Linked DNA regions of Mus musculus: regions 1, 2, 3, 4, 5 and 7 are each linked to region 6. Evidence: chromatin contacts called from public Hi-C, HiChIP or PLAC-seq and promoter capture Hi-C data. All regions are on one chromosome and are shown on one strand. The core of a region is the stretch at or near the end of the contact, and the rest is flanking DNA. Distances in the headings are between cores, read along the strand shown.

What was found. Promoter capture Hi-C pulls out the DNA fragments that hold promoters and counts their contacts. Hi-C and Micro-C count contacts between places; a contact is called where the count stands out from the background. HiChIP or PLAC-seq counts read pairs in DNA pulled down with a chosen protein or histone mark. Capture Hi-C pulls out chosen DNA fragments and counts their contacts.
Region 1: a promoter capture Hi-C map of adipose tissue shows a contact between it and region 6. The contact joins the promoter of Stk10 here to the promoter of Rhbdf1 in region 6. A contact is called at or near these places in 4 of 39 promoter capture datasets (embryonic stem cells, hippocampal neurons and neural stem cells), 3 of 484 Hi-C or Micro-C datasets (all in embryonic stem cells), 3 of 115 datasets of contacts at active chromatin or transcription factors (effector CD8 T cells, embryonic stem cells and forebrain) and 2 of 9 other capture datasets (adipose tissue and liver).
Region 2: a promoter capture Hi-C map of liver shows a contact between it and region 6, with 2.0 times the contacts expected there. The contact joins the enhancer-like site here to the promoter of Rhbdf1 in region 6. A contact is called at or near these places in 2 of 39 promoter capture datasets (hippocampal neurons and liver), 1 of 484 Hi-C or Micro-C datasets (embryonic stem cells), 4 of 115 datasets of contacts at active chromatin or transcription factors (embryonic forebrain, forebrain, large pre-B cells and 1 more) and 1 of 9 other capture datasets (pancreatic islet).
Region 3: a contact with region 6 is called in an H3K4me3 HiChIP or PLAC-seq map of bone marrow-derived macrophages, with 4 times the contacts expected there. The contact joins the enhancer-like site here to the promoter of Rhbdf1 in region 6. A contact is called at or near these places in 1 of 39 promoter capture datasets (the HPC-7 cell line), 1 of 484 Hi-C or Micro-C datasets (embryonic stem cells) and 2 of 115 datasets of contacts at active chromatin or transcription factors (bone marrow-derived macrophages and embryonic midbrain).
Region 4: a contact with region 6 is called in a promoter capture Hi-C map of hippocampal neurons, with 2.4 times the contacts expected there. The contact joins the enhancer-like site here to the promoter of Rhbdf1 in region 6. A contact is called at or near these places in 5 of 39 promoter capture datasets (the HPC-7 cell line, HPC-7-derived erythroid cells, cranial neural crest and 2 more), 6 of 484 Hi-C or Micro-C datasets (the G1E-ER4 cell line, the N1E-115 cell line, the P5424 cell line and 2 more) and 3 of 115 datasets of contacts at active chromatin or transcription factors (T-cell acute lymphoblastic leukemia, astrocytes and embryonic basal ganglia).
Region 5: a contact with region 6 is called in a Hi-C map of bone marrow-derived macrophages, with 2.8 times the contacts expected there. The contact joins the enhancer-like site here to the promoter of Rhbdf1 in region 6. A contact is called at or near these places in 7 of 39 promoter capture datasets (the HPC-7 cell line, HPC-7-derived erythroid cells, embryonic stem cells and 4 more) and 1 of 484 Hi-C or Micro-C datasets (bone marrow-derived macrophages).
Region 7: a contact with region 6 is called in a promoter capture Hi-C map of embryonic stem cells, with 2.4 times the contacts expected there. The contact joins the enhancer-like site here to the promoter of Rhbdf1 in region 6. A contact is called at or near these places in 1 of 39 promoter capture datasets (embryonic stem cells), 3 of 115 datasets of contacts at active chromatin or transcription factors (embryonic stem cells, large pre-B cells and pancreatic cancer cells) and 2 of 9 other capture datasets (adipose tissue and embryonic stem cells).

What each region holds. Positions count from the first base shown.
Region 1 is chr11:32,531,930-32,535,747 of GRCm38.p6, forward strand. It overlaps Stk10 (serine/threonine kinase 10), which reads left to right and starts at 1,337. Exons shown (of 19, transcript NM_009288.2): 1 at 1,337-1,630. The coding sequence starts at 1,475. It also overlaps a transcript of Efcab9 not described here.
Region 2 is chr11:32,695,089-32,698,951 of GRCm38.p6, forward strand. The region is part of intron 2 of Fbxw11 (F-box and WD-40 domain protein 11); the gene reads left to right. Among named protein-coding and RNA genes, the nearest start is that of Fbxw11, 54 kb to the left of the region's middle. Within about 2 kb of position 1,588, at least 21 of the 459 cell types and tissues checked have an H3K27ac peak or open chromatin away from gene starts, as enhancers often do. A contact at or near this core is called in liver, where this site is marked.
Region 3 is chr11:31,733,017-31,736,516 of GRCm38.p6, forward strand. No RefSeq gene overlaps it. Among named protein-coding and RNA genes, the nearest start is that of Gm35131, 7.7 kb to the left of the region's middle. Within about 2 kb of position 1,700, at least 72 of the 459 cell types and tissues checked have an H3K27ac peak or open chromatin away from gene starts, as enhancers often do. A contact at or near this core is called in the HPC-7 cell line and bone marrow-derived macrophages, where this site is marked.
Region 4 is chr11:31,946,046-31,949,447 of GRCm38.p6, forward strand. No RefSeq gene overlaps it. Among named protein-coding and RNA genes, the nearest start is that of 4930524B15Rik, 18 kb to the right of the region's middle. Within about 2 kb of position 2,111, at least 144 of the 459 cell types and tissues checked have an H3K27ac peak or open chromatin away from gene starts, as enhancers often do. A contact at or near this core is called in the G1E-ER4 cell line, the HPC-7 cell line, the N1E-115 cell line and 5 more, where this site is marked.
Region 5 is chr11:31,811,093-31,814,952 of GRCm38.p6, forward strand. All of the region lies in intron 1 of D630024D03Rik (RIKEN cDNA D630024D03 gene), which reads right to left. Among named protein-coding and RNA genes, the nearest start is that of D630024D03Rik, 12 kb to the right of the region's middle. Within about 2 kb of position 1,354, at least 55 of the 459 cell types and tissues checked have an H3K27ac peak or open chromatin away from gene starts, as enhancers often do. A contact at or near this core is called in the HPC-7 cell line, bone marrow-derived macrophages and hematopoietic stem and progenitor cells, where this site is marked.
Region 6 is chr11:32,220,221-32,223,730 of GRCm38.p6, forward strand. It overlaps Rhbdf1 (rhomboid 5 homolog 1), which reads right to left and starts at 2,073. Exons shown (of 18, transcript NM_010117.2): 1 at 1,949-2,073.
Region 7 is chr11:32,612,808-32,616,369 of GRCm38.p6, forward strand. It overlaps Stk10 (serine/threonine kinase 10), which reads left to right. Exons shown (of 19, transcript NM_009288.2): 15 at 655-779; 16 at 1,718-1,906; 17 at 2,974-3,099. Among named protein-coding and RNA genes, the nearest start is that of Fbxw11, 28 kb to the right of the region's middle. Within about 2 kb of position 1,909, at least 22 of the 459 cell types and tissues checked have an H3K27ac peak or open chromatin away from gene starts, as enhancers often do. A contact at or near this core is called in embryonic stem cells, where this site is marked.

The sequences.
Region 1 (3,818 bases), core at 87-2,586, 310 kb after region 6:
ACTCCACAGCGTTGCCTTTTCTGGACCGGTCATAAAAATGCAGTCATACCTCGTGCGATCTTTGGGTCTGGCTTCTTTCATGTAGCAGGACATTTTTAACGGACCTTTCCATTTTTATCCTTACTTTGTTTTCTTTTGGAACTCCTGGAAATGGTTAGCGCATTCTGACCCTCTGTCCACCCGGTATAGCTGCACAGACTTCAGCAGGTCCCGCTCAACCGAGTGACAGATGTACACTTTGGCTGGTCCACAGGCTGACTCAACAAGAACAGTTTTGCATGACATTTTCTTCTTTTAATTATAAATTTTCCCCGCACTCATTTTGTGGTGGGAACAATTGGAACTGGAGCAACTTTTATTCCGGACGTCCTTAGCACACACAACCCTCTCCGCGCCTAGTATTCACTCTCCAGCCGGCTTTTCGAATGGGGGAACAGCATTTGGCGCGAGACTCTAGGGATATTTTCGAAGAGTCCGGACGAAGGGGACCAACAATTAAAACGCTTTCTCGAGTTAAGAGTGCCCGAGTGTGAGACACTCTTGTTCAGGATGGGAGGGTCTCCAGCATAGATTCTGCAGCTGCCCAGCCCCCAGCACAATCACTAGAACCCACGTTCTGATACCAAGCAAAGACGCTGTGCAAGATGCGGGACGCCCGCAGCCAAGGTAGAGAGGGATGAGGACCAGGATATAGGAGCACCATCCCAGAGATGACTCCGCTTTTATCTCTAATGGGGCTTTTTAATTCGCAAAATAACTAGAAAGTTTTACTTAATAAGGAATATATTTGCTAACCTACCATGAAGCCTAAAGGTCCTAAAGGGACTCTCGTTTCATGTCCAGCGTCCCGGCCGTTTGTGGCTGGCGGAGGCGGGGAAAGTCCGGATGGGCGTAAGCGCGGGGCTCTGCTTTCTGCGGGGCTCAGAGGCAGCACGAGACCTGCCTAGGAAGTGTGGCGAAAGCCACCTGGGACCGCGTGAACTTTGAGGCAAAGAGCACCGAGGACTGGGGTGAGTCCCGGGGCGAGGGGTGCGGGCATCTCGCGCGGGAAGCTGGCGAACCAAGCCTCAGCGGGAGAGTTCTGTGCGCTGATGCACCCACTCGGCACCGACGGCGGTTGAAAGACACCAGCTGAACCCCGGAGGTTTGGGGTTCCGGGAGGCGCAGCGGGCCCAGGGGCCGGCCACCCGGCGGACTACAGTCTCCAGAGTGCCCCGCGGCGCGGGCGGAGCCGCGAGCTCCCGCAGCCAATTGAGGGGTCTCGGGGCGCCGCAGAGCAGGTGGAGCCGGCGGGGACAGGCGCGCGCGCGGGTGCCGGGCGTCCTGCAGGCGGGTCTAGGAGGGGGCGGGGCGGGGCGGGCGGGCCGCGGTTCCTGCAGCTCCCTGTGGCCGCTGGCGCACTCGGCGGGTGCTGCGCTGCGAGGAGGGCGGCTCTCCGAAGCCGCGGGTCCTGTCGTCGCGCTCCTCATCCAGCATGGCTTTCGCCAATTTCCGCCGCATCTTGCGGTTATCCACCTTCGAGAAGAGAAAGTCCCGTGAATATGAGCACGTCCGCCGGGACCTGGACCCCAACGATGTATGGGAGATCGTGGGCGAGCTGGGAGACGGCGCCTTCGGCAAAGTCTACAAGGTGAGAGTTCCGATTGCTGAGCCTACCAGGTCCTGCGAGCCCCTGACCCCCACTCCCACCCCCCGCACAGCTGCTTCTGAGCACTTCCTGTGTGCCCTGTACAGGGCACAAAGGGACGTTTGTAGGATCGAGGCATCCCAGGGGGCTACCGGAGGCATCCCCAGGATCACGGTGATAGGGACACATCTTTTAAAGAGGGACTATACCGATGTTGTGGGAATATTCAGGCTCTGGGCTGTGCCTGCAAGGGTTGGGAGTTGAGGACACTTCTGAAGATGAGCCTACGATCGGTACTGGGGAGGTCAGAAGGGCCCTGGAGTAAGTGAGGACAGGCTTGGGATTAGAAGGCTCAACGGAAAGCGAGGACAGGGTCCTGTGAATGCAGCTGCAGGGCACAGATTTGGCTTCTAGTCGCCTGAGTCACCAGAGGCTCCCTGTCTGCAGTTACCTCTCCCCTGGAGGAAGACAGGCTGAGGAGGAGTGGGTGGGGCATAGATGATTCCATATAGACACGTGTGCAGACGGACAGCTCCTGGGGTTTGGTCCTCTGAGCCAATTCTGAGTGCCTGGGTTGTTGTTCAAAGTACCTAACTCATCTTGACTCCACCCTTTCTCATTTCCTCCTCCTCAACACCCTCCCCCTCCCCCGGCTTCCCCAACCAGGCTGCTCAGGCTGGTCTCCCAGATCTACTTGCCTCAGTCTCTGGAGTAGCTTGGACTGTAGGTTTGGCCACTACAGCATAGCATCCCCTACTTTTATTGGGAGACTCCCATAGTTCAGCTGTCTTAGCTGCCCTCCAAAGCCATATGTCATTGTCCTTGGGGCTTTGGTAGTTAGAGGCCTCACTGACCCTTTCAGGATGCTGGACCCCAGAAAGGGCTTTTCCAGTTCCCCAAGTCGGGCCATGCTCCCTTTGACTTGAAATTGATATGCTAGCGTTGGTCTGCTTCTCGCCCCAGAAGTGTGCTCCCTAGGAAAGATGCTATAGCATCCTTGGGAAGCTTGTAAGGAACTAAGACTCTCAGCTGGGCGTGGTGGTGCACACCTTCAATTCCTGCAGAGGCAGGCAGATCTGAGTCTGAGGCTAGCCTAATCTACAGAGTGAGTCCAGGACAGCCAGGGCCACACAGAAAAAAACCCTGACTCAGGGTGACACAAACAGAAAACCAAAGCAAACAGAAAGAAGCTTAAGACTCGGGCCCCACTCAGCACTCAGATTATAGTGCTCCAGCAGCTTGGAGCAGTAGCAGTTTGGAGGCCAGTCAGACCCTTGGAGACCTCCTCTCTGAGTTGTACTTCCTGTGGGAGGGCTGAGGAACCCCCACTAGGGCAAAGTTCCCCAGTGGGAGAGTCAAGCAGAGGTCACCTGGCCTTCCAACTGAATGGAACACTTTGGCTGAGGGGTTTCTCCATATTTGAGGGCTACCGGGCCAGTCTACCCTTTCATCGGTCCTCCAGGCCTTGCTCCTCTGCTGCATTCTAGTGATGTCAGGAAATGGTCCCCAGCCTCTCTCTCAGTCAGCTCTCTCTGATGCTGCCTGCTCCTGCAGAGGTGCCTTGACCGCCGTGAGAGCCCCCAGCCTGACTCACCGTCTCTAATGTTCAGCCATTTTTCCGTCCGTGCATGCTCTTGGCTCTCCATAATTTTTTTTTTCTCTCTTAGGGACTTTGAGTCACCTTCTTGTGTACCTACTATGTGATGCTCTCAATTGTCACTTCAGATCCTTCTCCATTGTTTACAAGTTTCCTGTAAAGCCTCCTGCTAGACTGCAGGACCTCATCTGTCTCTAGTTTGCCCTCCGTCCCCAAATGCCCTGTTCTGGATTTCTGTGGTTCATTTTTTATTTAAACTTTAGTGCAGAACTTTGCTTTCTAAAAGGCAAGACTCTCCATTGTCTTTTCTGCTTGCTGGGTAAAACTCTGCTCTCCGGTCACCCACTATTTTGTTGGTTCCTGGACAGTCTGTCAGGGTTGGTGATGGGTTGCACGGACAAAGATGGCCCCCTGCGGGCTGGAGAGATGGCTCAGCGGTTAAGAGCACTGACTGCTCTTCCAGCGTCCTGAGTTCAAATCCCAGCAACCACATGGTGGCTCACAACCATCTGTAATGAGATCTGACTCCCTCTTCTGGAGTGACTGAAGACAGTTACAGTGTACTTACATATAAAAAGCAAAAACAAAAACAAA
Region 2 (3,863 bases), core at 338-2,837, 470 kb after region 6:
TTTAATCCCAGCACTCTGGAGGCAGAGGCAGACAATCTTTGTGAGTTCAAGGCTAGTCTGGTCTCCAAAGTGTGTTTTAGGATGGTCAGGGCTATACAGAGAAAGACTGTCTTGGGAAAAACAAAAAAACCAAAAAAAAAAAAGGGGGGGGGGAAGGAGGGAGAAAGGGACAGAGACTTTGTGTAGTCTCCTACTGCATTAGCTAGAACTTGCTGTGTAGACAGCTTGCCTTAGAGTTTGCAGAGATCTGCCTGCTTCTTCCTTCTGAGTGCTGGGATGAAAGGTGTGTGTCACCACAGCCCCGGCCTCTGTAAAATTCTTGGATGTTAGGTGATTGATTGGTTCTGTGTCTGTGATAGCTGTGGGAGCTCCTCAGCTCTCTTCTTCCATCACATGGTCCCAGGCATTGATCTCAGGCCCTCAGGCTTGTGGGGAAGCACCTTTCCCTGTGCTGTCTGTCTGTCTCTGTCTCTCTGTCTCTCTTTCTCTCTCTCTGATTTCTGACTTTTGGGGTAACACCTTATTAACAAGTTTCCTTATTTATTTGAATTAATTTTGGGAAATTTGAGAGGCTCGTATCTAGAGTCATTTGTCTGTCTGGTTGTTCTAGCACCATTTGTTGAAAAGGCGTTGTTCCTTGCCAAGATTAAGATGCGCTGGCCTTAAGAATGTGGTCCATATCCTGCTGTAAGCATCGTTACAGGATGGTTTTAACTTTTTCAGCTTTTTAAAAAAATGTATTTTTATAGTGAATGGATGTTTGCCTGTGTGTATGTCTGTGTGTGTGCCTGGTGCCCTTGGAAGCCAGACCAGGGCCGCAGAAGCCCCAGGGTCTGATTGTCTCAGGAACCCAACTTTGTTCCTGTTTTTCACTTTGTTGTTTGTTTAATCCCATTTGTGGTCTTATGAGGGATTCATAGACGTTTTAGGATGGATTTTTCTTTATTCCAAAAGCACTTGAGATTCTAACAGACATTGCCTGACTCTTTGGTAATACTGACTGCTTAAGTCTTGTGTTCTCTGGACACAGGTTATCTAGATGTTTGTGTCTTTAATTTCTTTTAGCAACATCATCTGTTAGTTAAAATTAATGATGATTACAGATATTTGTGAGCCACTATGTGTGTGCTGGGAACTGAATGAACTCAGTTCTCTGGAAGAGCAGACAGTACTTTTAATTACAAGCCATCTCACCAGCAACCCCTCCCCCCTTTTCGGGCTTTTTTTTGAGTCATGGCATCTGTGAACAGAAGTTTGACTTTCCTCCCATCCTGTTGAAAGGATTGATAGTTCTGAGTTTAGCAGAAAAGTTGACTTTTCCCAGTAAGTGTGGTGTTAGCCATAGGGGTTTTGAAGATGCTCTTTATTAAGTTGAGGAATTTCTCCTTAACAGTGCCTTTCATATTTGTTTTGTCCTTAAGAATTGCCTTCCAAAGGTTGGCTTTTCCCGTGCACTCTTTTCCTGTGTTAGTTGTCCTGCCTCTGACAGCAGACTTGGTGATTCCAATGTCTGTTCTGGCTACTGCTTGGAGAGGCACAAGGCAGTGCCAGGCTTTGTTTACCTTTCTGCTGTGTCTATGCCTTCAGGTTTGCTGAGCGCCTGACTGCCCAAGTGACCCAGTCTGCCCTTTGACCTCATGCCTTGTGTCCTGCAGCTTTGCTATACATGTATTACTTGTACTTTCTTATGTGTGCTTTCTTTTCCTTTTTACACAAGTATGCTACCATCAATATTTTTGACTTTTTTTTTTTTTTTTTTTTTTTGCTTTACTGTAACTGGCTATGACTAGTAAAATTTGTTTTGGTACATGAATGAATATTCTGGCTTTGTTCTTGACAGTAGGGGGGACTATTTTATCCTGAAACATACAGTATGGTGTTAGGTAGGTTTTTATTTTTTTACTTTTTTTTTTTTTTTTTTTTTTTAAATTGGGACAGGGTTTGATTACCCCTGGCTGGCCTGGAACCCACTCTGTAGACCAGGTAGGACTTGTTCACAGAGACCCGCCTGCTTCTGTCTCCAAGGTGCTGGGATCAGCTTTCCTTCATTATTCCTTACAGACATCAGTTGAAGCACAGCTTCCCAAGCATCTTCTGGGGTCTGGGGAATCAGGTCGGAGGGGCTCCTACCTAAGTGTTACCTGACAGTTGTTAATAGTGAGTGAGTGGGCTTCGACTGTTAACTGTCTGAGTGTGTCTGCTCAGGGCTTCGACTGTTAACTGTCTGAGTGTGTCTGCTCAGGGCTTCGACTGTTAACTGTCTGAGTGTGCCTGCTCAGGGCTTCGACTGTTAACTGGCTTTCAGTTCAAAACTCTTTGAACCCAGCTTTTTTCCTGTGTGTGTGTGTGTGTGTGTGTGTGTTTTTTTTTTTTCCCAGTTTTGTTTTGTTTTTAAATCCCATTTGTGGTCTTTCGAGGGATTCATGAAAATTTTAAGATGGATTTTTCTTTCTTCCAAAAGCACTTGAGATTCTGATAGACACTGTCTTATGTTTTTGACTCTGTGGTAATACTGACTGCTTAAGTCTTGTGATCCCTGGACACAGGGTATCTAGATGTTTGTGTCTTAAATTTCTTTTAGCAACCTTGTCTGTCTGTCAGTTAAAATTAATGTGTATATAGTCTGATTTTTTTTTTCTTTTTATCATTTTCTTTCTTATTCTTTGCATCTCTTCCTTCCTTCATTCTTTAGATTCAAGTGTTTTCATTTGGTGTCATTTCCCTTTTTGAGGAATTTTAGGGCTTCACGGCTGTTCCTGAGAGTTAAAGAGCTGTGTCAGAGGAAGTGCCCATCTCTGTTCACAGGGCAGGAAGTGACTGTCGGATAAAGGGACTTGAATGTGAAGTCTGTTCTTAGAAAAATATTTGATAACTTTAGAGACAGTCAAAGTCAGTTTGGTCATCCATTATGAAACTCAGGTTCGCAAGCATCTTCTGCATTTCTGGGAACCCAAATCAGAGGCAATTGTAGGTGCAAAAGTTTATTCTCCTGTTAAACTTAGTAGACCTAAAAACAATGTCTTTACTTCCTGTTGATCTTACAATTTATGGGATGAAATAAACTGCAGCCACTAAAACAAAAATGAATGTACATAGAGACACATGGAATAAGCAATTTCTAAAGAGCATGTCTTAAACAATTTTCATGTGTGTACAAAGGTACTTCGTGGTTATTGCACCAAGTCAATGGCAGTAGTTTTATCTCCAGGAGGCAGTATTTTGATTGGTTCCTTAAAAAAATATTTATGTATGTGTTTATAATGCCCGTGTATATATTTTATCTGTTTGTAATTGAGTTGTCTTTTTGTTAAGTAAGATCTGCTGTGTGTGCTTGTCCTGTGCAGTGCAGGGTGAAGCATTAGCACAGACACTCCTAGGGGGCTTTCATGCTCACCAGGAGCAAACGATGCTTTCTGCACACTTAATAATGCTTTCAGGGGCCGAGGTAGGCGGTTGGTTCACTCAGTTACTGCACAAGCGTGAGGTCTCCAGCGCCCGTGTGAAAGCCAGGTGCAGAGGTGCACTTCTGTAGCTGCAGCACAGGGGGGCAGAGACAGGAGGATCATGGGAGCACACGAGCCAGCCAACCTCACTGCACCCCAGGGAGGGTCAAAGAAGACACCTGCCATTGACCTCTGGTCTCCACATACGCACACACATACTCATAATGCTTTTAGTGACCAGAATGACTTAATTGTAGTACAATTTATCACATATATCTTAACAGTAAACAGTGTTTTCTATTTAAGAAAACGTGCCCATCCCATGTTCATAAGAATGTGTTAAGGATAAATATTAGTAGGTTTATTACTTATCATTTATATTTAGATCTCTAGTGTACACTAGATGGTGTGGAAGGGCTA
Region 3 (3,500 bases), core at 450-2,949, 490 kb before region 6:
CACTCTGCTGGCAGCATGTGACATGGTTTAGTTTTCATTTCATCTACACATTCCTGCCCATGGTCAAAGGCACTAGCTTACCATGATGGACATGGTACGTTTTTTGGTTTTGGTTTTGTTTTTCAATGAGGAATTTAAATGACAAGCATGATGTCATCAACACTTCAGGGTGCTGTAATTGTGACAGCATTGCACATGACAATTGTAGGAAGCTGTTCAGGGTGGTGTGAGCTGCCTGTCCAGTCTGACCCCTCCCACACAGTTGTAGGAGAGCTTAGGAAGTCTCCCTGGAGGGGCAGCTGCCACTCTGTCCTGGAGACTGCCCTGTGTCCCCCACCCCCACCTCTCTTCTCTTTGCCCTGTAGAACCTCCTCCACAACCTCTACTGCTTCTATGCCTTGGAGCCAAGATCTGCCAGCTTATATTGGGCAGCAGGTGTCCTGTTGTCCCTCAGGGGTCTCCAGCTTCTGGACCAGGCTGTTGTGGGGATGCAATCCTGCAGCAGCAACCCCTTTGGGACTGGATCCTGAGTCCCCAGGGCTGCACATCCTCACTCTCTTCTTCATCTTCCACAGACCCCACCCTGGGGCAGGTGACTCAATCTGTCACCCCATCTTATTATGTGCCCCTTGAAGGTAAGGAGAGGGACATCCTGAGCTTTGCATCCTCAGAACCTGGTCCTGATCCAGAGAAGGCCCATCGTGGCATTCCATGAACAAGAATAGAAATAACGACAGCCCAGTTTACAGAACACCAGCTGTGTCGCGTGTCACATGATGATGTTAACTTTATGTTACCATCTCAGTAAAATTTCCCCATAGTATCAAGCATAAACGCACACACCAACCCTGTCACACCAACCCCGTCGTATCAACGGGGATGTTGACTAAGAGATCTCAAGTGTCAAGGAGCTACAGCATGTGACAGAACTGATACTTGTATAAAGGGGGCCGCCACACTACCTTCTCCAGAAACCACAGGGGATACACGTGGTGACCCCTTTTCCAACTCCACAGTAAGACAATCAAGGTGAGCATGCAGGCCCACTTTGCTGTTTCCTGATAGCTCTGCTGCAGGGGCACAGGCCCTGGCTTCCCAAGACTGCAAGCAGCCTTCCCTATTCAGACTTGCCAGGCAGTGCCCTGGCCCTGGGGTGGTTAGTCAGGTCTCCACCCCACCCCCACACTGTACAGGATTATGCTGCAGCCACCTTGCTCTGGGCCCAGCTGCCTAGCTTGTGTGCAAATTTGTGCTGATTTAATTAGCTTGTTTAGTCACCATTGCTGGTGGAAGCAGGAAGTAGCTACCAAATGACATTCTGCTCCCTGTGACTCTGTAATCGCTTTTGCAAGGGACATTATGTTAATATCGCACACAAGCAGGGAGGACGAGGCTGCCAGGCCCAGCCATATGTGCATCACAACCCCCCTGCTTTGTGATCCGGGTCATTGAGATCCTCAGCCTCTGCAAGCTGCAGCTGATGGGCAGAGGCCCTCTGGCAGCTGACCTGTCTGTCATTGGAACCTTATATCAGGGATGATAACAGTGGCATGGAGATTCATGCTAGAGTCTTGATACTTCTGAGACAGGAAAACCTTTGTCACTTGCTTAAGAAAATCAGCATCCTTGCCACAGTCTAAGTTCTGTTACTAGGCAATACCAGGGCACCAGCCTCAAGGGTGAGGCCTTTCTGTGTAAGCCTTCCAATCACCTGCTGCTCCTTGTTTAAAAGCTGTGGGAACTGAGGCTCCAGAGTGCAACCAGGGTGCTTAGGGCCACTCCCAAGACAGGAAGATCCCAGGTCTGGGACCCCTGTGGACCCAGCACTACAGCTGGAAAGCAGTTAGGGAGGGTATTATCATCCTCAGCCATCTCCCCAACACCGCAGCACCAAGCAAATCCAATCAATGTTGGCCCTTGGAGGTCTCCTTTAAATCAGGTTGCTAGGCCCTTCCCCAGAGCACCTGAGCGAGTGGGTCCATAGTAGGATCTGAGAGTTGGCATTTCCAATCAGTTCCCAAGCCAGGTGGTTGGTCCTAGAGGGCACCTTTGGGGAGCACCGACCCAGGTGGCCCTCATTCTCTGTCTCTTGGAGGCCCAAGATGGGCAATGGATGATTGCTACCCCAATCTACAGATGAGGCTCAGGCCAATTTATGTTTCTAAGAACTCCCAGCTGCCTAGCCTTGAAGAAGCCTCTGTCCCCAGCAGAAAGGTCACAAAGCGGAGAAGTCTGATCCAAGAGGCTGTGTGTCATAGGCCAGCTTACTTTCTGAGGTCTGGTTTGGGTCTCACTTGACAGTTGCTTCATGCTTCCTTGCAGGGCCACCAACTGAGCCCTAAACTCTGAGGGTTTGGATAGAGTGTACCACTGGGTGGGGCTCCTCTGCACAGGGTGATACGCGCACTCTGTGAGGAAGACGGAAACAATTGATCACCGATACTTCTCTTCCTTACTTGGCAGTTAAGGTCTACCAGGCTGGCCGGACTGACCCCTGTTTAACCTCTCTCTCTCTCTACATGTCCACCAGGTGTCCAGAAGAGGTAATTTCCAGGGTGTTTGCTCAGGCTGGGCCCAGGATACACTGTTCTCCCCATGTCTGTCAGTCTTCTTCCAAGAGGCCCCGCTAAAGCCACCCTGCTGAGACATGGGCAGGGCAGGCAGGTGAAACCCTTGTCCCCTGCTCACACTTTCAACAGCTTCCTTTCCTTGACCCTCTGAACAGACAGCCAATCATCCTTTAGGCTTGTGGAGATGGTGCAGGGTCCCAGTGACTTGTGTGCCTACCCCTGAGATGCAACCATTTTCTTCTTTCTCTTTCACCTCCTTCTCTCTCTGCCACAGACTGAAATCCTGAGCCCAAAGCAATCTTTCCCTCTAAATTATCTCAGGAATTATACTTGTTTGCTTTCTGTTACTTTGTCTCCCCCAAAAGCATGTTGGGGGAAGAAAGGATTTATTTTGTTTATACTTAGACATCATAGTCCATTATTGAGGGAACCCAAGGCAAGAACTCAAGCATAGAGGAAGGCTGCTCATTGGCTTTCTCTCTCTGCCTTGCTCCTCTACTTTTCTTATACTGTCCATGCCCATCTTCCTAGGGATGGCACTGCCCACAGTGGGCTGAGTCCTCCTATATCAGATAATAGCCATGAAAATGCCTCACAGAGATGCTTTCAAGCCAATCTGATGGAGGCACTTCCTCAATTGAGGTTCCCTTTTCCCAGGGGACTCCAGTTTGTGTCAAGCTGACAAAAATAACCAGTCCAGGCATTTTATCACATGGAGTGCTGACTAACAATGACTGACCAGCTGACTGGCTCATGAACAGGTTCTGGTCTCCTGATGAAGGCCACTGGCATTCCCTCTGACCTCTCTATACTAAGCTGTGTGTGTGCATGCAGATGTGTGTGTGTGTGTGTGTGTGTGTGTGTGTGTGTGTGTGTGTGTGTGTGTAGGTGGACACAGATTTGCTCCTGTTGCTGTATTGCCCATGATTT
Region 4 (3,402 bases), core at 861-3,360, 270 kb before region 6:
GATCAAGAAACCACTCAACTACTCAAATTAAATCCTGACTAGACAATATTACTCCCATTCAGAAGGGTGTGTGGCCATCCCAACATAGAGCAAGCTACCAAGTTGAAACAGCGTCCATTTTTAACTCCTAAAGCAAAAGGGAGCTTGGCTGCTCATTGATTGAGGTTTAACCTTAGCATCTATACTCAGCTGGCTTTTAAGAGGAAGGGAGGCCTTGAATGTTTGTTGTCTAGACAGTGTGATGGCTCAGCACATGCACAGGGTATTCATGAAGAAGGGAAGAAATTCAGGGGTTGGCAGGTGTGTGTGTGTGTGTGTGTGTGTGTGTGTGTGTGTGTGTGTGTGTGTGTGTATGTGTGTGTGTGTTTAAACAGGCACACCTGCCTGTGGGACTCTATGGGAAAGCATGGCTACTGTGATGGGTGGAGGGTTACCTACAGGAGCAGGAGCAGCCAAAAAGTAACCATCACTGAAAGTACATCCCAGCATGGCCTCAAAAGCTGCAACCCTGGAGCTCTCTGGATGGCTGCAGGCAGCTGGACGGGTCCAAGCATTTCCTCTGGACAGTTTTGATGGGTAGGGTCCTCTGCAGATGATGCCTTCTCCTCCCTCCCCAGCAGTTGTTTGCTGCTTCTGTAAACTGGGGAGGGGCTTTGTGAGTCCTGCTTCTTTCGACTTTCCAGGACTGGTGAGGTTTGCTAGCTCCCTGGTCACAAGAGCATTCCTCCTCTGGCTAGGACATAGGGTTGCCATCTGAATGCCCATGGAGAACAGCCATTCTATCTGGTGTGATGTATGGCTTGGTTTTTGCTTCCCTGGTGACATTTGCCTGTCTTCCTTTGAAGGTTGTCTATTCAGATCTTTTGTGCCCATTTTAAATTGTATTGTTTTCTTGCTCGTGGGTTGTTTTTAGCTCATTATATTCTCTAGATAACAATTTTATCAGTTTTATGTTATTGCAAATGCTCTCCCATTCTGCAGGTGGCTTTGCTTTATTCCGTGTTCCTTTGCAAAAGCTTCCAGTTTAATTTTTTTTTTTCTATTTGTCTGTGTTGCTGTTGTTTGGTTGGTTGCTTTGGGAGTTTCTGGAGTCTCTCTGTTTACTCCTTACTCCCCTGGAACTCACTATGTAGGCCAGGCTGGTCTTGAACTCATAGAGAGACTCTCCTGTCTCTGCCACCCAGTGCTGAGATTAAAGATGCACACCACCATGCTCGGCCTCTGTCTGCTTTTACCTCTGAGGTCTTTTTCAAAACATCCTTACCTGATCCAAGCTGTTCATGAAGTATCTGTTTCTTTCCAGTAGTTTTGTAGTTTGGGGCCTTACATTCTCAAAATACTTTGAGGATATATGTATGGAGAACCACTAAAAAAATAGGCCACAAGTGTGGGGCATGGCTGGCAGTCATGAGACACTAGGTTTCCAGGGTGGGTTATTTAGACCATGTGGGAGGGAAGGGCAGTGGTTTGGGTAAGTGATACTAGTGGACATTAGTGGGTAGTGGTGGCTTGAGCCAAGCAGGATGCTGGGAGCAGTCTGTAAGACATTTGGAGGAAGTATGGGTATTGGGGACGACATATTTGAGCCAGTTGGTTGTTGGCAAAATCCTGAATTCTCTTTTGAAAGGTAACACAGCTTACAATGCATTTCTAATCCCTTTTCCTTGGGACCCATCAGCAAAGGCAAAATATCCCAGAAGCAATCAGAACCTGCCCTAATTATGCCCCAACTGACAGTACCCACCAAAGATGGTGTTGCTTGCAATGGGTGGTATCCCTTGTAACATTTGTCTGGCTTGGCTGTTATTAGAGGGACAGCTAGTCTGGCATGAATGGTTCTGTACTTCTTACCTTCTCTGAGCTCTGAGGTCACATCGAAATTGTTCTTTGCTTGTTTGACCAAGCACAAGATTCTGCTTTACCTAGCAGTGGCAGTGTGTGGTACTTAAACGCTCTGAAAAGATTCTAATTCTAAATAAGCATGATACTAATGCAGAGGGGGGTCGGGGGGAATGAGGTCAAGTATGTGATGTGGATTGTCCAACTGCAAAACTGACCCTAAAAAAAACAGGAACCAGAGTGTGTGTGGTTTAGTGCTAGTGGGGCAGTTTCCAGCTACTGCATCTAAGGGAATCAAAGTGGAACCTCCTGCTGGGAACTTGAATGAGGGGACACCCTTTCACAGGAAGGGAAAGGCCTTTCTTTTCACAGGGGTTAAAATCGGAGTCCAGTTGCCCTTAAGACTGAGCCATAGCTGACCATTCACTGACCCAGGAATACACTTGAGCCATTGATCACCTTCAAGCCAGGAGCTGCACCCTGTGTCTGTCACACAGAAAGAAACCAGTCTTTAAGAGGAAATTGTTTCTCAAGAAAAGCACAGTTACTTCACAGTTCAATGTGAGAGTTGACATCATTCGCCTAAAGGAAGCATTGTTAGTTTGTCAGGGTTTCTTCAGACCAACAGGTAAACAAGACCTTCCCCGCCTACCCTCCCATGGAGTAGGATCTCTTGCCAAGGGAAGTCGTGGGGCTGGCTTTTCGGAGGTTGTGGTGATTGGCGGCAGAGATAATGGCAGCCCCACCCCCATTTCCCATCCGCACCTGAGGGTCAGGAACAGGATGGTGAGTGACATTTGAAATTGGTGGCAGACCCAGTGGAGGGGGAAGGGGACAGATAAGAAAGCTTTTTCTAACAGTCATCATGAAGTCTCCTGGGGGGCAGTGTCTGTTCCCATACCCATTGCTGGCTAATGGAACGTACGGCAAGGACTCTGTATCTCTAACATTTTTATTTTATTAGAATATATTAATTACACATAATAATGGATTTCATACATGCATGTATCACAGTCACGCTTACCGCCGTGTGTCATCCACCTCCCACTCCCATGAATCATCTTCCTCCTCCCAGTTAGCCCCGCCCTTCTTTAACTTTCGTGGTGTGTGTGTGTGTGTGTGTGTGTGTGTGTGGCAGGGTGGGGGCTCAGTAGGTTTCTTCAGGGTTATGAGCGGGAGTTTGCTTATGGGAGCGTGTGTATCTTACTGGTAGCTACAACACTGAAAAAGAAAAAGAAAACCTCTCTCCCCATCATCTCTTACCTGTGTGCTACCATCAGGTAAAGGGGGGTGGGGGGGGACATGCATATTCATGAATAGGAATCTTGGGTTTCCTCTTAGCTCTTGCCACTGTTTGGTGAGAATGGTGGGGGAGAAGCAGATCACATCCTCTGTGGACCAACATCACATCTCCCCTCCCTGACCATGGCTTCTGTGCTGTGCATTGCTGCAGCTCCCTTTCTGTGCCTGCACCCGGAAGACCCAGCCCTCCAGCACAGGGAGGGAGCCTGATATCTGTCCCACACTGAATGTGGGCGCGAAGTACCGCTCTCTCCTCGCACC
Region 5 (3,860 bases), core at 104-2,603, 410 kb before region 6:
TTCTCACCTCTAAGCTGGGCATCACAAAATCAGCATCACAAGACCACAGTGAAGAGCCAGCAAGAAGACAGGCATACAATACTGAGAGTAGAAATGATGTCCCAAGGGCTCACTGAGCAGTAACCTTTGCCATTCCTTCATCTACCATCTCCTCCTTGAACATCCCTTAGCTGAATAAGCAGAGCATAGATTATTTAGCCAGCGAGGAGATTTGCAGCCAGACTCTCCATGAGGACTTTGTGTGATACCGTATAGAGGATACAAGTGGTGGCCACATTTGCTGGCATTTACTATCTTCCAGGCACCATGTGGGATGCTTAAACGCATTAATCTGCTTCATCTCCCAATCCATTAATGGGAAGTTTGTAATTTATTTACCTGGCCGAGACCAACTTATCAAAGCCTATGATTTTTTTTTTAAATGTTAAAATGGAGCCAACATGAAAAGTCCATAAAAATTGTCTTTGACTTCGAATATTCCTTATATCCTAGGCTAGTGATGAACCCAAGGATTCTTTCTGGGGTTGAGGGGTAGCAGGCAGCTGCCACTCAGAGTCAGTCCTGATTCCTGCTGACCAACAATGTAGTGTCCTCTGCCATCGAGTGTGACACTTTCCACTTATTCAACTGAAGTGTTGCCTGAAACCATATATGAGAGATACTGTCTTGCTTGTTAATTGATATAGGAGACCCCACCCACCATGGGCAGTACCATCAAGGCAGGTGGGTCTTGGCTGTGCAAGAAAGCTGACTGTAAATCAGAGGAATCAGCCAGTGAGAATCATTCTGCTTCAAGTTCCTGCCTTAAATTCCCGCCTTGCCTTTGTTTGTGATGTGTTGTGGCCTAGATACTTAATGCAAGTAAGCCCTTTCTCCCACGCTGATTTTGAATAGAGAGGTCAATTACAACAAGAAAAAACAAACTAGAAGACACACGCCACACACATGCACACACGTACACACGCAGACTCAGATGCACGCGCGCACACATGCACAGGCACACGTGCACAGCAGAATATCTAGGAAACTAGTTGGGAAGGTAGGAGGCAAAGAGGAACGGCCAGCAAAGGGGTCAATAGCACTTCCTTGTCCCCACCACAGATAGCAGCACAGAGTGGAACTCAGTGTCTGAACTCTGCTGCTGGCCCTACTGCACTAATCAGCAGTGCGGACCTAGGTGCACGAAGGCATTTCATCAGGTCTGGGAGCTGCCTCATCTCCTTAAGAAGCCTCTCTTCCCAGCAGTCCCTGCGGTCAGGCCCTGCAAAGAACGCAGGTTTGTTTTCTCCGGAGCTGAGCCGGGTCCCTTATCTCAGGCACTCAGACCATCACGTGATCTGGCAAGCTGCACACAGGCTTTAGGGAAGTCTTTTTCTGACCTCCCCACCTCTGACCTCAGTCTCTGGTTCCTGTTGCTTCGAGACTGCATGGTTACCTTTTTATCCCCACAGACCATGGAGCACCTGTTAGTCTAAGAGTTGCAGTAAATCTGGTAAGAAAAAGTATTTAAAGCGATGACAGCAAATAATGTCTATCACTGTTCTAGGGTTTAAAACATATCCTGGGTTTACAGGTGGTGACAGCTAGGCCTGCATTCATTCATCCATTTGAAAAATATTTACTGAGCAACTACAGGAACTGTGTACAGTTGGAGTGTTGTGAGAATGATTATGTACCAAATAGGCATGGTTCCTGTACTCAACCAGACCACAGAGCAGGACTGGAGAGACAGTGGCTCAATGGGTAAGAACCTTGCTGCTCTTGCAGAGGACCTGAGTTCCATTTCCTGCACCTACAAGGTGGCTCAGCACTACCTGTAACTCCAGTTCCTGGAGATCCTAGGCCCCTGTCTGGCCTCAGAGGGTACTACATGCATGTGATGCACATACATTCACACAGGTTCACACTTATATGCATAAATAAGAAAAAAAATCTACCCAGGTGTGGTAGCCCGTGACTTTAATCCCAGTACTCGGGAGGCAGAGGTAGGTGGATCTCTGAGTTCCAGGCTGGCCTGGTTTACAGATTGAGTTCTAGGACAGTAGGAGCTACACAGAGAAACCCTGTCTAAAAACAAATAGCAAGAAAATAAATAAATAAATAAATAAAACTTAAAAACATTTTAGATTACAGGATAGAGGTGGAAAGTGAATTGAAAACAATAAAAAGCAAAATAAGGTCATGTGATAAATGCGGCAAAACACAAGGTGTCTAACAAAAAATGCTTTAAAAGAGGGATCCCTGATGGACACTGTACTGGCTAGTTTTGTGTCAACTTGACACAGATGGAGTTATCACAGAGAAAGGAGCTTCAGTTGAGGAAATGCCTCCATGAGATCCAACTGTAAGGCATTTTCTCAATTAGTGATCAAGGGGGAAAGGCCCCTTGTGGGTGGAACCATCTCTGGGCTGGTAGTCTTGGGTTCTATAAGAGAGCAGGCTGAGCAAGCCAGGGGAAGCAAGCCAGTAAAGAACATCCCTCCATGGACTCTGCATTAGCTCCTGCCCCCTGACCTGCTTGAGTTCCAGTCCTGACTGCCTTGGTGATGAACAGCAGTATGGAAGTGTAAGCCGAATAAACCCTTTCCTCCCCAACTTGTTTCTTGGTCATGATGTTTGTACGGGAATAGAAACCCTGACCAAGACAGACACATACACACAGGTGTTCACAGTATCACTGCTTACAAGAGCTCAAAGCTAGAAGTAAGCCAGTGTCTATCAACAGCAAGAAAATAAAACATGGAATGAGTACTGTCATCAATAAGATGTCATTCAGTCTTGTAAGGGGAAGGTGTTTTGGACCCAGCCACCTGAGCTTTAAACATGTGATGTTGAGATCAGCCAATGGTGTAGGGACAAAGAGCAGTGGTACAGAGGTACGTGGTATGTGTGCGCACTTCTAACACAAGCGCTTGGAGGGCTGGGCCAGGAGAACAGTGAGTTCGAGGGCACCTTGGGCTACATAGCATGTTCTGTGCTGGCCTGGGCTGTGTGGCTTCAGAACCTCCTCTCAACAATAAAGATAAAACCTCATTGTTCCAACTTAAATGAAGTCTCTAAACTAGATTCATGAAGACAGAAAATGGAGTGGCAACTGCTGCAGAGTTGGGCAAAGGGAGTGAGGAGGAGCTGCCTGGGGGTTGATGGTGGCAAGATGAAGGTCTGCAGGTTGGGCACTGCATGGGGAACGCCAGCAAACACACCACATTTTGAGACCATCATTATGGCAGACTAGGTATTAGAGGAGGCTATTTTTACCATCTTTTATATAAAAGAGACAGACAGACAGACAGAGAGAGAGAGAGAGAGAGAGAGAGAGAGAGAGAGAGAGAGGAGGGGGAGAAGGAATGATGGAGAAAGGGAGGGACGGATCCAGACCTCCAGGATGAGAAGCCTGTGCTACATCCTGGATTCCCACATGAATGTGAACGAGTCTTCCTGTCTCTTGCGGTGGCTGTTGAGTGTCCTGTAGGGTACTCACGGGAACCCCTACAATTGCACATGGTACACACAGGATGAAGGTGAAATATTCCCTATTGTTATCTCCAGTGCTAAATTAACAGCTGTTGGAATAAGCAGAGCAAGCGGGGCTAGCGGGGCTTTAAAGAGCCAGTGGCTCCTACTCCAAAAGGAAGAAGCCTGTAAGCTTGGTCTTGTCCCAGCCAAGTCAAGTTCCTTTTCTAACCCTGAAGTGACTTCCTGTTACCTAGCACGCCTCAGCTATCACAACTGATCATTCTTCCTTGAGATGCTGCCGTCACCTGTCCCCAGGGACAGCACTTATTTGACTTTCTTTTCCCCTCCAAGTACCTCAGTCTCCTCTGTGGCCTGTCCCCTGCCTGCCTGCCCTCTGTACTTCA
Region 6 (3,510 bases), core at 823-3,322:
GAGCCCTGGGACCCAAGGGACCAGGGATGGCAGAGCACATGAGAGCAAAGAAGCCATCCCTGGGGAAAGGCACCATCCATAGCTCAAAAGCACACATAGCTCAGGGGGTCTCTGATACCAGTCAAATTCCTGGATCCAGGTGGGGTTCAGAGGGGAAAGGGGACCTGTCTAAGCCAGCCACTCAGAAAGGGCTTGGAGTCAGGAGCTAACTGTAGGTCAAATTCTGGATTAGTGTCCACTAAGATGGACACTTCTGATGCCCAATCTGTAGTCCAGCTGAGTCTCTGAATGGAGGAGGGGTACAGAGTTCCCCTGTACTGACTCAGAAACCCCTCCCAGAACCCAAAGGAAGCAGGACAAAACTGGAGAGGCTCCAGAAGGGTAAACTGAGTCTGCAACAACAGCTTCAGTCACCAAAAGCCGGGGACACCTGCCTCAGACCTGAGCCCAACGAACCCTGTTGATGTTATAACCGGTGGCAGAAGTAATCACTCCTGTCCTCCCATTTTACAGATTGACTCAGAGAGGCTTTTTACTGCCTGAGGTCACAGGGCCTCAAGGGAGTTCAGCACCTCGGCCAGGTCTGCCAGGGAACTGGGAGGGATCCTTAGCTCCAACGGCTGCAGAGCACTTGGGGCTGGGCAAGGGAAGGGGCTCCGCTGAGGACTAGAGCTAGGGCGATAGGAGGGAGGGCCCTGACTGTCCCTTAATGGGAGACCCAAACCAGCACCTCTAGACCCCGAGGGGAGCTATACTGGCTCACCCAAGTGGACTTCCCAGTAAGGCTCCTGCAGAGGAGCTAGCCAGCCATGGAGGCTGCCTGGAGTTCTGTGGACTGGTGCCAGAACCTGTACTACCCTACCCTGTACTGTACTGGACCTACCCGACACCCTTGCCCTCTTACCCGGATTGCCCAGAATGACCCTGGTAAGCATAGGGCTCAGCCTCTGCAACCTCTTGAGAACTGGCCAGCTGCTGAGTTCCCCAGCATCCTCTAGGCTTAAGGGCGGGGGCAAGGGGCTGAGGCTCGCCCCATGGAGGTGGGGAGCACCTAGCCTGGGACTGCCCCGACTTCTTAGCTGGTCTAAACCTGAAAAGCCAGTTTCATCCTAGAATCTTCTCCCGGCTTCAACAGGAAGTGGGGAGGGGGGGCTTTCCCAGGACAGAGCGGGGGGCCTCCGGATCCAGGCCCCGCCCACGCAGACAGACACACTACTCCAAGAGGCACACGGAGCAGGAACTCTGGTCCGGACTATCTGAGCGGAAAGAAAGCCTAGGGGGAGTCCCTTGACCGTTCTCCACCCAGCTCTACTAGCGTGCTCCCAGCAGGACAGACAGGCCCTCTCGCCTATCCCTGAGCCCTTGGGGTCCGCGGTCACCCCACCGCGCCCAGGCCTACTTCAAGATCCCGACTGTGGCCTCGGGCTCGCCCCCGGGGCCACTGTACAGGGCAGGAGATGTCTTTGGAGGCACTTCCCGAGTTTGCCGATGCGAACCGGGCTGAAACGGGCCGAGCAGGCCCAGCCGAGCTCCCCGGCCCGCAGCTGCCACTGTTACTCCCGTGAGTGGGAGGAAGCGGACCCTGTGGCCCGAAGTCGCGCTCTCTGTGCAGAGTTTCAGACGCCACCTTCGGGGCCCTGGGAGCACGGAGGGCATGGGGTGTGGGGGCTGGCAGCGGAGGGGCCGCTCAGGGCGGCTGCGGCCCCCGGACTCCTGTCCCCGGGGACCCGGCGGGGCTGCTACTCCGCTGCCCCGCCCGCCAGGCCGCGCCGATCCGACCACGGGCTATTTCTGTGGGGCGCCGGGCTGGAATCCGGGCCGCGCCGCCTGCGCCGGCGCTCGGGAAACTCCGCGCACCGACTGCCAGCGATCGGCGGACACGCGCCAGAACGCAAGCTCCGCACTCGCCCGCCCGGAACCCCGCGCAAAGACCCCGGCCGCCACTCACCGCCGTAGGGTCCTCAGAAGGGTCTGCACCGGCTGCTGCCGCCGCTGCGGGCCGGGAGGGCGCCCGCGCCTAGTCCCTGCCTGCGCCGCCCGCGCGCCGGCCCGACCCGTCCGCCTGGGAATGCCACGGGCCGAGGGGCGTGCGCGCCGGGGGCGGGCCCGGCAGAGGGGCGGCCGCCTGACTCAGGGCTGAGGAATGCGCGCCGCCCGCTGCCAGCCCCGGGCGCCTCCTCCGGGAAGACCTCCGGCTGTGCTCTGCCAGGGGTCCCGCAGAGACACCTGTAGCTGGGAGTCGGGCTCGCCAGCGACCACCTTAATCATAACATCTGTCTTGGACTCGCCTTTCCATACTCCTTCATCTTGTGCTGCCCCTGTGCTTGGGAAGAGAGGAAGGGGACCTCCAAAGCAAGAGGGTGGCGTGGGAAGGGACCTAAAAGGCAGATTGAACGCCCCTTCCGAAGGCACGCACTGGCACATCACTGAGGGTCCCGAAGCTCTCACTTGTCCTGTGCACACGCGCCTGATCTTTCTAACAAACATTCATGCATTCAGGCCTCTCGCACCTGTTTACACAGACACGTGCGCACACCTATTCAAAATGCACTTCCATGGGCTCACACTCTCTACCCTAACACATTTATAAGTGTGCACACTCACGTTCATACACTGATACACCATTTCACAGGAACCGCAGCTCAGCAATTACCCCTTCCCCTACTTCTTTCCCAGCAGGTACAAGGGTTAGACTACACCTGCCACCCCTCAAGCCATTACATCCGCGCATGCGCTCACTCTTCTCTCTTCAGCCTCAGTGCTCACGTATAACGTCAGGCACGGTTCATCACTCTGTATACTGGACAGGAAGTGCTTCTTTTGCTCTCGGCTGAGGCTGAAGGCTGAGGGAGAAGAAAGCTGTCGTGGTGCAGATGTTCTGGGCTCCTGTAACCCACACATGCCAAGCCAGAGATGGGACAGTCTTCATGCCTAGCATTCTTGACTCATGCTAGGAATAAGCAGGGTCTGGACGCCCAAACTGGGCTGGCTGGAGGTGCGGGGGTTGCATCCTTTCTGGAAAATCAGGGAACCGGCCACAGGAACCGGGCATCTGGTGCCTGTAGGTCCCTACTCCTTCCTGCTGTGGATGCTGCAGGGTCACCTAGACCTTTGTTGAGACCTAGAAATCTATTACCAGCTGCAAGAAGTCCTACAGGAGACTCACTGTGAAGACACACCCAGGGGTCAGTCGTCTTTTCTTACAGAAAGAATTCTTCTGTGTTTATTTTTATCTCTGTGTGTGGTTGCAGGTGCCCACACATGCCAGAGGGGGCATCAGATCCTCCTGGAACTGTAGTTATAGGCAGTTGTGAGCTGTCCAGTGTGTGTGCTGGGAGCCAAGCTCTGGTCCTCTGTAAAGGCAGAAAGCTCTCTTAGCTGCTGAGCCATCTCTCCAGCCCAAGTCATCTTCAATGCAAGAATACCACAGTGCTGTCAGCACACAGTGACAGAAAAGTAGCTTTCCAGGACTCATTGCTCCATCGACCTTGGAGTTCCCATAGTGCAGGG
Region 7 (3,562 bases), core at 659-3,158, 390 kb after region 6:
CCAAAGTCACCCCGAAGGTGGAACTAGGGGCACCCCTCTGCCCCCAAAAGTCAGGAGTGAGACAGGGATACCAGTTACCACAGTGTGCAGAAGCAGCATCTTGTGTGGCCACCACCTGCCCCACTGTATGCTAGTGTTCACACCTGACCTCCTGCCAGCCTCACCTTCTCCTTGTAAGACTGCCCCTCCCATGATCCTAATGTGTGATCCTGTGATCATACGGTCCTATGAGGAAACCGCACGGGGAGAGTGCTGTGCTTTTTCGTCTCATGATGCTGTTGTAAGTGTGTTTCCCAGCCCAAATGGCTTAGAAACAACAGAGAGGCCCAAGGTCAAGGCTCCACTAGACTCAGTGTCTGCGGAGGACCTGCCTCCTCATGGGCTTTCTGACCCCGGTCTTCTCCACACAAGTTCTCCGTCAGAACCCTTCTCATTTGCCCATCCGAAAAGGAGTCTCATGTAAATAGTCTCAGCTTCAATGGCTGAGCTTAGCTCTTCCAATGTCATCTACTGAGGTAGCTCAGGCACCCATTCCTCCGAGCCCAGCTGGTTCTCAGTCCCAGGGTGGAGACCTGGGGGAGGGGACTGGGTGACAACTTGTTCTGTCTCCGGCCTTGTGCACTCCTCACCGTGTGGGTGGCGTGTCCTCCACAGACCGTGAGGCGGCCCTGTGGGAGATGGAGGAGCACCAGTTGCAGGAGCGACATCAGCTGGTGAAGCAGCAACTGAAGGACCAGTACTTCCTGCAGCGGCATGACCTGCTGCGTAAGCATGAGAAGGTGAGACGGGGCGGGGCAGGATGAGGGGCCGCTTGATGGCAGCACCCAGGAAGGGCTGCTGCAGCCACAGTGAGGGCCCAAGACCATCCCCAGGTGCCCCATGTGAGAGTCAAGGAAACCACGGGAGGATGAAGATGGGCAGGCAGCTCCCTTGCTCACCCAACAGCTCAGTGCTTGGCCCTCTCAGTTCAAAGCCAGTTCTGGGCTACTTGAACCCGCTCTACCCACCCCCAAGGGGGAAAAAAGAAGATGTTTCTTGACTTGTTGGGGTTCTACCCCCTTCAACCATCCAGACTTGAAAGTAACGTATTGTAAGTGTTCTTTAGCCGCATGCCCCTTGGGCTTCCTTGCTTAGTCACACAGGTCTGAAGTAGCCTACCGTAGGGTATTTCCTCTCAGGAACGTGTGGCCAGCAAGAGCTGTGGCTTGCTCCCACTGTCCGGAATCCAGAAGATTGTACTAGATTTTGTCCACCCTGGAAAAGATGCACACTCAAAAGTCTGGGTCCACCCAAATCACATTGCTCTTATGCCTGCAAAGTCAGAATGCTGAGGGTCAAACCATCACAAGTCAGACACTTGTAATGCTGAAAGAACAAAAAACATCCCTGTGGAAATGACTTGGTGGCTAAGGAAGCTTGCCACCAAGCCTGATGACATGAGTTCAATTCCCTGAGCCCTCATAGCAGAAGAAGATAACTGATCCCCGGGATGTGTCTTCTGAGTGCCACGCTCATGCTTGACCCCTCCCCCCCAATAAAATAAATACGTGTAAAAAGAAAAGAATGAAAGAACAATGTCTTTGAACTATAGAAGGGAGCTAACAGCTCTTCCATGCTGGCACCTGGGGCTCCCGGGCTGAGCATGGTGGCCTTTGGCTCCTGAGCACCCTCCATACCTAGAGCTCCCTCACCTCTGCTTGGTGTCCCCCCCCCCCAGGAGCGGGAACAGATGCAGCGCTACAACCAGCGCATGATGGAGCAGCTGAAGGTCAGACAGCAACAGGAGAAGGCGCGGCTACCCAAGATCCAGAGGAGCGACGGCAAGACGCGCATGGCCATGTACAAGAAGAGCCTGCACATCAACGGTGCGGGCAGTGCCTCTGAGCAGCGCGAGAAGATCAAGCAGGTGGGGACTGCGTGCGTGCGTGCGTGCGTGCGTGCGTGCGTGCGTGCGTGCGTGCGTGCGTCCGGTAGGCTGTGGGCAGTGAGCATGGGGGAGCTGGGTAAGGACTGGCCGCATGGACTGGCTGCATACAGCAGGGGACCCGCATGTCAGATGTTAGATAGAGCCCAGTGTGTAAGTCAGTCATGGCCTGGACGTTTCAGTAGCCCGGGAGAAAGCTCCCTTGGTGGGCAGATCCTTGTTCAATAGAGTTGGTCATGCACTGGTTTCCTTCATGACCCCATGTTTACATGCATGACGTTCTGTGTTCTCATCCACCCTGACCTCCTGTGTGATTCAGGCCCCTCAGAATTTTTTATTTTATTTTATTTTTAAAATTTATTTATTTATTTAGTTAGTTTTGTTTTTTTCGAGACAGGGTTTCTCTGTGTAGCCCTGGCTGTCCTGGAACTCACTCTGTAGACCAGGCTGGCCTTGAACTCAGAAATCTGCCTGCTTGCCTCTGCCTCTGCCTCTCTGCCTCTGCCTCTGCCTCTGCCTCTGCCTCTCTGCCTCTGCCTCTGCCTCTACCTCTGCCTCTGCCTCTCTGCCTCTCTGCCTCTCTCTCTGCCTCTCTCTCTGCCTCTCTGCCTCTCTGCCTCTCTGCCTCTCTGCCTCTCTGCCTCTGCCTCTCTGCCTCTGCCTCTCTGCCTCTCTGCCTCTCTGCCTCTCTGCCTCTCTCTCTGCCTCTCTGCCTCTCTGCCTCTGCCTCCCAAGTGCTGGGATTAAAGGCGTACACCAACACTGCTCGGTGTCCCTGTGATTTCTATCCTGGCACTTGTCATCTCACCCTATCAGGTGACCCAGCAGGGTGACACTTGCCAGTGGCTGGGTCTCCACTCAGGGCAAGTTTCAGTAGTGAGAGCAGAACCTGAGGTGGGCTGGACTCAGAGCATCGCGGCCCAGTCCCTAGGATGGGCCTTGCTGGCTCAGGCTGAACTAGGCAAAGTCCCGCCCCCACCCCACCCCCACCCCCACCAGCCGTCCAGGCAAGCTTCTGCCCGCCCAGCAGCAGCATCCTCTTTCTGCAGTTCTCCCAGCAGGAGGAGAAGAGGCAGAAGGCGGAGAGGCTGCAGCAGCAGCAGAAACACGAGAACCAGATGCGAGACATGGTGGCGCAGTGTGAAAGCAACATGAGCGAGCTACAGCAGCTGCAGGTACGCAGCCCTGTGTCTCAGTTTCCCCAAGTCAGTGCTCAGAGGCCACCAGCAGAGTTACATCTCAGTCGGTCAGGCCCGGGTGAGCTGATGCCTGCCTGCCGTGCTACTCTCTGGCTGTTAGACTGGACAAGTCGGACGACCCTCCTAGCCTCTTTTTTATCTCTCTGAAGTAGCTGTAGGGTTGAGGTGATGTTTCCTGTTGGTATGTGGATTTGTGAGTGTACCTTAGTTTGGCCCCATGCATTAGGGATATGAACAAGCAGGATGTTTACCCATCAGAACCACACCGTGCTAGCATCCACCTGCACGCGAGTGGCTGACCACCTGAGGGCCCAGTTGCAGGAAGTTGTGCTTGACAGATGAGACGAGGAGTTGTGCTTGACAGATGGTGCCAGCTCCAGCCTCTGTGAACTTCAGGTGGTTGCTCAGGCCATTGGGTCCATGGGGCAGTTTGCGGATA